2 separate regions of the Gossypium raimondii genome follow, and region 2 is linked to region 1. The links are chromatin contacts, called in public Hi-C maps. All regions are on one chromosome and are shown on one strand. The core of a region is the stretch at or near the end of the contact, and the rest is flanking DNA. Distances in the headings are between cores, read along the strand shown. Region 1 holds the start of LOC105780118 (transcription factor DIVARICATA). Region 2 holds the start of LOC105780323 (protein OCTOPUS).

What was found. A called contact is a pair of places that touch in the nucleus more often than the background predicts.
Region 2: a Hi-C map of leaf shows a contact between it and region 1, with 2.1 times the contacts expected there. The contact joins the promoter of LOC105780323 here to the promoter of LOC105780118 in region 1. A contact is called at or near these places in 2 of 2 Hi-C or Micro-C datasets (both in leaf).

The regions. Positions count from the first base shown.
Region 1 is chr4:9,931,767-9,935,681 of ASM2569854v1, forward strand. LOC105780118 (transcription factor DIVARICATA) reads right to left here and starts at 2,288. Exons shown (of 2, transcript XM_012604250.2): 1 at 1,313-2,288; 2 at 1-1,055. The coding sequence starts at 1,737. The coding sequence ends at 554.
Region 2 is chr4:10,167,025-10,170,939 of ASM2569854v1, forward strand. It overlaps LOC105780323 (protein OCTOPUS), which reads right to left and starts at 1,651. Exons shown (of 1, transcript XM_012604582.2): 1 at 1-1,651. The coding sequence starts at 1,476.

The DNA.
Region 1 (3,915 bases), core at 1,038-3,537:
TAAACCACAATATAATTTCATTACAATAGCCTTATTAACTGCTTCAGTGCAAACTCATAAGCAACAACAAAATAACCCCTTGTGGCTAAAACACCAAAGCTGATCCATGGATTTCTTCATGTTGTCCCAAGTTAAGGTGCTGAACATCAGTGTTTGAAGCAAGGAAATATGAATTATTTCAGGCTCATATCAAATTTTAAGCCTCTATAGTACAGTCTGTCATTTTGCAGAGGACTCGGATCCACATGGTGGTATCTATAGAACACACACAATCAATCTAAGAATAACAGGTTACAACAGATGATGCAGACACACGACAAGACTAGAATTAACAAGAGCCCAAGCTTCATGTAAATAAGCTTTTATCTTTTTGGTTCAATGATTCAGAATTTGAATGATAAATCACAAAACCACCTAACTGATCTCTCTTTATAGTGGAAACTATGGACTAAAATGCATCTCCAAGATATACACATCACTAGTAGGCTTCATCTTCATCTCTTTTAACTAATAATAATACCTTGAGAAAAGTCTTCCCACATTTTCACTCAGTTTATTGATGTTGTTGCATTGACTGCATCTGGAAAAGAGTGTTGTAAGATCCGAATTGAGATCTGGGAAGAGTTTCTCCAAGCAAATTTTGTTCCTCCAGCTTGGGTCCGTATGATGAAATCCCACAGAAGGGGGACACGAAAGCATTGCAATTACTCGTCCGGTTGAAAACCATAGCTGCTCCATTTTGTTGCTTCCATTCAAAGTCGATCTCTTTAGTTGTGGCTAGTTTAGCTTGCTGCTGTGCCTGTATGACTGCAGAAGAATCACTTGAAGACGAATGCTTGCAGTGATCCGGTGACGAAGAGGGAGTATCAGGAACGTTAACCGTTGTGATATCATGGATACTGGACCTCCTCTTGTCTTTCCCCCCGGTGACCTGCCTGATGAAGTATTTCTGAGCATGACTTGCCACTTGAGTCGGTGTTCGGGTAGTCACGAAATTGCGTGAAATATTTCTCCAATCCCCTTTACCGTACTTTTTAAGACCCATTAAGAATTGCCTGTCATTAATCATCAAGTCAAACATCATAAGCCGCTAGGAATAATGCTGAAAACCATTGAACGGTACAGAATTTGCACAACCAAGAAAAGCGACATGCACCAACAAAATATACACAGTGTTTACCAACCAACCACATTGTCAACATTCATAACAATTGCAAGATTCAAACAGGAAACTCCATTGATACCTGATATCCTAAGGACTGATCATAATTGTCAAATATATAAAGAACCAAAAAAAAGGGCTAGCAGTTACCTGTGTTCTTCTTCAGTCCATGGCACCCCTTTCTTCCTTTCTTGATCAGAAGAACGAGACCCAGTCCCTCTTTTACCAGGAGTGTAATAGTGTCTAAATCCATCACAGCCTTGACTATCATTACCCCACTCCAATGTAAAAGAATCACGGCTATATCCAGGGATTGGAATCAGGCCAGCCTCTATATCACTCACATCTTCTTCCAATTCTCTGTATTGCTTGATGACATCCCCAACTGTTTTTCCAGGAATCATAGATGCCACCTTAATCCATCGATCAGGGGTATCTTTATCATATAAAGCCAAAGCATTTTCAAAGCACTTGTTCTCTTCAGGCGTCCATTTAGTACCTTCACTCTCTTGAAACAACCAATTGGAAGTGTGTAAATAAGAGGCTGGAGAGAGAATTTCAAGTCCCCTATTCATTTGTTACTGGTTATGTAAACTGCCAAAGATGATTTGCCCGTACGCAAAAAAAGAAAGAAGAAAACTATGCTTTTCTCCCTCTTTGAATGAAATTGTTCAAAGAGAGAGAAAAACCAAATTAGAAAAATGCAGAGAAGTATGACTGTTTTAAATTAGCAACGAAATATCAAATCATAAAAACATTAAAATGGATTCGGTACCCTTTTTCACACAAGATTAAGTTGAGGAATCTCAAAAAAGTGAACTTTCCAAAACCCAAGGAAAATTCGAGAGCTGGTAGAAAAAGAAAAAGAAAAAGAAAAAGCAGATCTTTGCAAATATAAATGAAAAACCCTAGACATACATAGTAGATCCAAAATTGCATACTACAATTACAACAAGAAAATTGATATAGAGATTAAAATTTAAAAACCCAGATCATAGATTTAAACACAAACTGGAAAAAAAAAAAAGGGCAGTAAATCGATAAAGAAAGCAAAAACACTAAAACAAAACAAAGAAGGTTCTAAAGAATTGGAGAGCTAAAAGTTGGGGGAAATCTTTAGCAGTTAATATTTTGTTATGAAGGTAAAGCAAAAGCAAGGAGAGGAAAGAGAAAGTGCATGATAGAAATGAATTATAAGCACTCTTTTGAGTAGACCTGTTCATGGGCCGGGCGGCCCGGCCCGGCCCGACGATCTGCCCGAAATATGAGAGGGTTCGGGTAAAAATATAGACCCGAAATATGAGTTTGGGCAAAAAAACGAGACCCGTTTAAAAAATGGGCCGGGCTCGGGCTCAACTTTTTTGGCCCGGGCCCGGCCGAATATAATAAATATATATTTTTTATTTTTATTTTTTAATTTTAAAATACTTTAAAATTTTTTTTATTTTTTTATTTTTAAAATATTCTTTTTTGTATTTATTAAAAACTGGGCCGGGCTCGGGTTTATTATTTTTTCCCGGGCCGGACCTAGGTAAAATTTCAGGCCCATATTTTGGGTCGGACAGGGCCGAGCCCGGGCCTAAGAGTCGGGTCAAAATTTTTTCCGGGCCCGGCCCAAACCCGGCCCGGCCCATGGACAGGTCTACTTTTGAGTTATATTTTGTACTGCTTACAAAACTATGAAACAGAGAATGATGAGGCTGAAAGTGAAGGCAGAGAGAAACAGAGGGGTCAAAGCTGCTAACTCGTGATTGGTGTTGAAGAAAACGGAGATTGTGGGCGCTACTGTGGCCAAAGCAACGCTATTTTTCTCTAAAATATTATGAGGGAAGGGTGATGGCCAATCAGAAGAGAGATATCGACGGACATTTGGCTTGTTGGTGAATGAAATTGGATGTTTGGTTTTCTGGTCTTTTTATTTGGAGAAGATCAATATTGGCACGTGAGATGTTTGTCTTTCATGTCATCCAAATTTTTAATGGGAGGTGAAATGTGCTTTTTCATTACAAAATTAGTAGAGAAATTTGATTTTTGAAGTTAAAAGTATTATAAATATTATTTTTTGAGAAATTATTAATTGATAGTAGAATTTTAGATTTTAATAAGATATTGATAAGTATTTTATAGGAGTATAATAAAATATTAAAAAAGATACATGTCAATATTTTAAGGTTATTTGTGGAATAAAATAAAATACATTGTAAATATACAAAATACTCACTTTTATTTTTACCAAACACAAAAGTTGAGATTAATGTATATAAGAATCATCAAATAACTTTATTCATATTAACTATTTAAAATATATATAAGAATTAGATTAATGTATATTTAGTTAAAAGGATTTCTTTATTCTCCCAATTTTGAAATTGAGCAAATTGATCGCTCTCAAAAAAATTAAAGCAATTTAATCCTCGTCAATTTTGAAAGTAAGCAACTAAGAATAATTAATAATAACGTTAATGTGTTGATTGCATTTTAGCTCAATTAACATAGACATTGTTGTTAGTGTAGGAAGACGTGGGTTCGAGTGTGCTGAAACATATTATCCTCCTATTTAAGGGTTGGGGAGGGGCTATAGGTAGTTCTAGGCACTATATTAAAAAGAGCAGATAAGATTGAAACCTATAATGAGATTGTTTAAAAAAATAATAATAACGACATTTATGTCATCTGTCAATTGTAATACTTTGATTGATATAACAACAAAATTAGCCTTTGATGTTTACATATTTTGTCATTTTAGTCTTAAT
Region 2 (3,915 bases), core at 401-2,900, 230 kb after region 1:
AGTGTCAGAATAATCATCCCTCAAAGAATTTGAATCCCTGGAATCCCTATCAGGCATGACAGGTTTAGGTCCATGGGTGTAATCAACAGCTGCAGGGGAAACCTTTGTACTAGAAGCCGACCTCATTTCTTCCATTTCAGCCACTATAGCTGCAGCAGTCTTCCTACTAGAACTGGACCTGTCAAGGCTTTTTCTTCTCCTAGAATCAGAATAATAATCCCTTGTTTGAGCTGACCCTCCAGGAAGCGATTCATCCTCCTCAGTAACATAATTCATAGCCGTCGGGTCCTCCACAGGGATCTGAGTATCAGACCTCATAACATGATGAACTGGAGCATCTTCCGCAACGGAAACCATTGTGGGCATTCTTGGGAACATTCTCCCCATCAGATATCCATCGCAGGAAGCTCTTGGTTCATCAAAAGAATATCTGGGATCATCACATGACATTCTTGCTGCATCAAAAGACATCCTTGGTGCATCAAATGACATCCTCCCAGCATCAAGGGAAAACCTTGGGTCTGTATCACAAGACCTTCTCCCGAACCCATAATCCGCAATTTCTGACTGGGTTTCTCTGTATTGTCTCCCTATGGGCTTCTCCACTGGCAATCTCGCTGACCCACATCCATTTCCCCTCTTTTTAAGTTTTTGTTTTTGCCTCCATTTTTGTAATTTCTTGCTGAAGACTGAAGCAGCCGACCAGAAACTCCCAGCAATCTCTTTGAGATCTCGTCCAGAAGCGTTCTTTGTTTGCGAATCAAGATCTATATGATCCTTCATGGGCTTCAGCTCCTCTTCTTGGCACAGTTCCTTTTCGTATTCTTCCACAATTTCTTCAACTTTCTCTTCTATCAAATTCGTAGCAGGAGCAGCCACATTGGGCGGTTGTTCTTCTACGATCACTATGTCGTCATTGTGATCGGTTTCAGTCTCAGTTTGGTCTTCTTCTTTACTTTCAAAAACAGGACCTTGACCAACAGTCGAAGAAGCCAAATTTCGAGCTTCAGCTTCAGCAACTTCAGAAGACCTCCCGTTTGCAGTTGCTTCTTGATGAAAGAGTGACCAAAGGGTGTTTCGAGCCCTAACGTCACAAGATTTTCTCTGGGGCTCAAAAACACCAGAGAAACCCTCGTTTTTCGAGGCCGAAAAGGACTTTGTTCGCCGGAGCTCGGGAAAAAACCCGGATTGTGTACCACCTCCTCCGGAAGGCTTGAAAATGGCTTTAAGTGCAGCGGTGGCGGTTGAAGTACTGGCGGCGATGGGAGGTTTCCGAGAAGAAGAAGAAGCAGAAGAAGAAGAAGGCTCGAGAACAGCGAGACGTTCGTAGAGGCATGAGGGGCAAAAGCCAGTAAAATGTTCTTGAGGATGGCGGTCACAGGAGGTAGAAGGACGGTGAGGCTGAGACGGTTGTGGCGGCGGTGCTAACCCAGGAAGTGGTGGCTCCACGTTGGGATTCATAACCGGTAGTGGCATGAGAGGAGCGCTCTTCTCATATTAGTAGCTTCAGTCAGAGAAAATTAATAAAATATAAAAATAAAAAATAAAATGTAAGAGAAATTAGTTTTTGTTTAATTTGGTTTCCCCCTTTCCCTCTGGGATTGGGCCTTAGCTCCAACAGACAGTGAGAAGAAAGAAAGAGAAAACAGAATGATGGTAGTAACGGGAAAAAAAATAGAAAATAAAGATAAATAGTAAAAAGAAAAAGACATAAATAAATAAAAGAAAATCTCGGCGACTGACCCATGACTCATATACTTTAATTAGGGGTTTTCACTTAAATATTGTAAAATAATTAATTAAAAGGGATAAAGAAAATTTTAGTCCCTAAATTTTACTATTCTTACAACTTGGTCCTTAAACTATTTTTGGTCCACATTGTCCCAGAACTTGGTAACTTTTTTCAATTTGATCCCTAAACTTGGATTTTGTTGAGATATGACGACATGACACTCTTAGATTGTACAATGTCATCACTTAAAAATTTAAAATATATATAATTAAAAAATAAAAAAATCCAAGTAGCGACGTGAAATAATCTCAAAGTGTCACGTTGACATGCCTTAATTGAATCCAACTTTAGGGACCAAATTGGGAAAGTTGCCAAGTTAAAAACTAATGTGGACCAAAATTAATCCATGGATTAAGGTGAGAAAAGTTGCTAAGTTTAATGACTAAATGTTGCCTTATCCCTAATTAAAACTTAAAATAGGTTTCTTCAAAAGTTAATTCTCAAAATGTGTTTTTAGGGTTCGAGCTTTGTAATATGTAATGTGCCATCAAGTTTTTTACATCCCATTAGAATCAAGACAATCACTATGAACTGATTAAAAGTACCTCAAACACTGATAAATATGAAGTTCACTGTAAATTATTTAAGTTTTAAACTATAATAATATAATGTAATTTTGTAAGGATGTGGATATCATTTGAATAGGACTTGACATCCGTAGGTGTCAAGGTCTTCAACTCGTTAATAGTAATTTATATATGTAAATAGTAATTTATATCCGAGTATCTGAAAAGAGAAATGAAACTTTGAATACACTTCACCACCTCTTTAAAAAAAACTTCTAAATGAACCTAACCTTAAAACCTATAAATATTCCATCCAACTCGTTAGTTGTTTTTAGAAAACCCAAAATATTCCTCTTATACATTTTATACTATGATACATACTTAAGATTTTCTAAATAGATGTTTTCAATCATACCATGATATGTCACTCAAAATTTTACAACAATGGAGGATTCTCTAATGGTTCATTGTCATAGTAATATGGGAGTAAATCCACTTGACAGTAGAATCATTCGTCACTTAAGAGCCATTGATTTCAATCATGATAGCCTTGGGAAAGTTATGTCCATTTCGACATTCATCTCCCTCTGATTGACTAATAGAGACCAGAGACTCATACATTTTATCTCCTATACAAGAAGTAACAATAACACTAGAAGATGTGACATTACTAACCATAAGTCTGATTTCTTTAGACTTCGAGTTAAGGTCACATGGTGAAATAGATTATTTAAGCATCTCCCAATGAATCCAACACTTGAAGATATTGAACATCATGCTAGAACTTACATTCTTCACTTAATTAGAGGTGTGCTGATGTCAGAATAATCTGAAAACTTAGTTCATACCATGTATCTCCCATTATTATATAATTTTAAAATGGCGAATACGTACAGTTGAGGGTCTGTTGTTTTGACATGCCTATATATAAGGCATTATGTAAAGCATGTAAAATAGGGAACAATGAAGAAAATGACTCTTTTATGATTTTATAATCATGTTAGATGTCGAATATCATGGATTGCGCTTCTATGCCTTTCAAAATCTTAGTTTCTCTCTTGTTAGAACATAAAATTCGTGACATATGTTATAAATTAATTATATTCTAAATGATTAAGTACTATCATTTCATATTTTAGTAGGTGTCCGACTATCGTGACCATACACCTTACTAGAAGAACAATATTGTAGCAATACGATTATCTATTGATATTGAATCAAACATTTTAGTAATATATGTGTTATAATGATATTTATTTACTATAATCAATATTACCTCATAATTGAATTTAAATGCATCACTTTTATTAGTTTTACAATTTGTGTAGATATCATACTAGGTGGAAGAGATTACTATCATACTACTAGTTGAAGCAAGTGTGCATAATAATGTTTTTAACATGTGCACATCATTTATATGCTTCTCTTGTATCAAGTGGCATTAATTTGATTGGGTTTATGATAGTTTGAGTTGTCCAAGAAATTTTGACAAATCTAAAGAACATTGAAAAGTATCATGTTATAGGTTTGCATACAATGGTGGAGAATTTGGGGCTATTAAACATGCCATGCACATCACATATTGCACCAATCATCTTTAGCATAGCCCACAAGTTG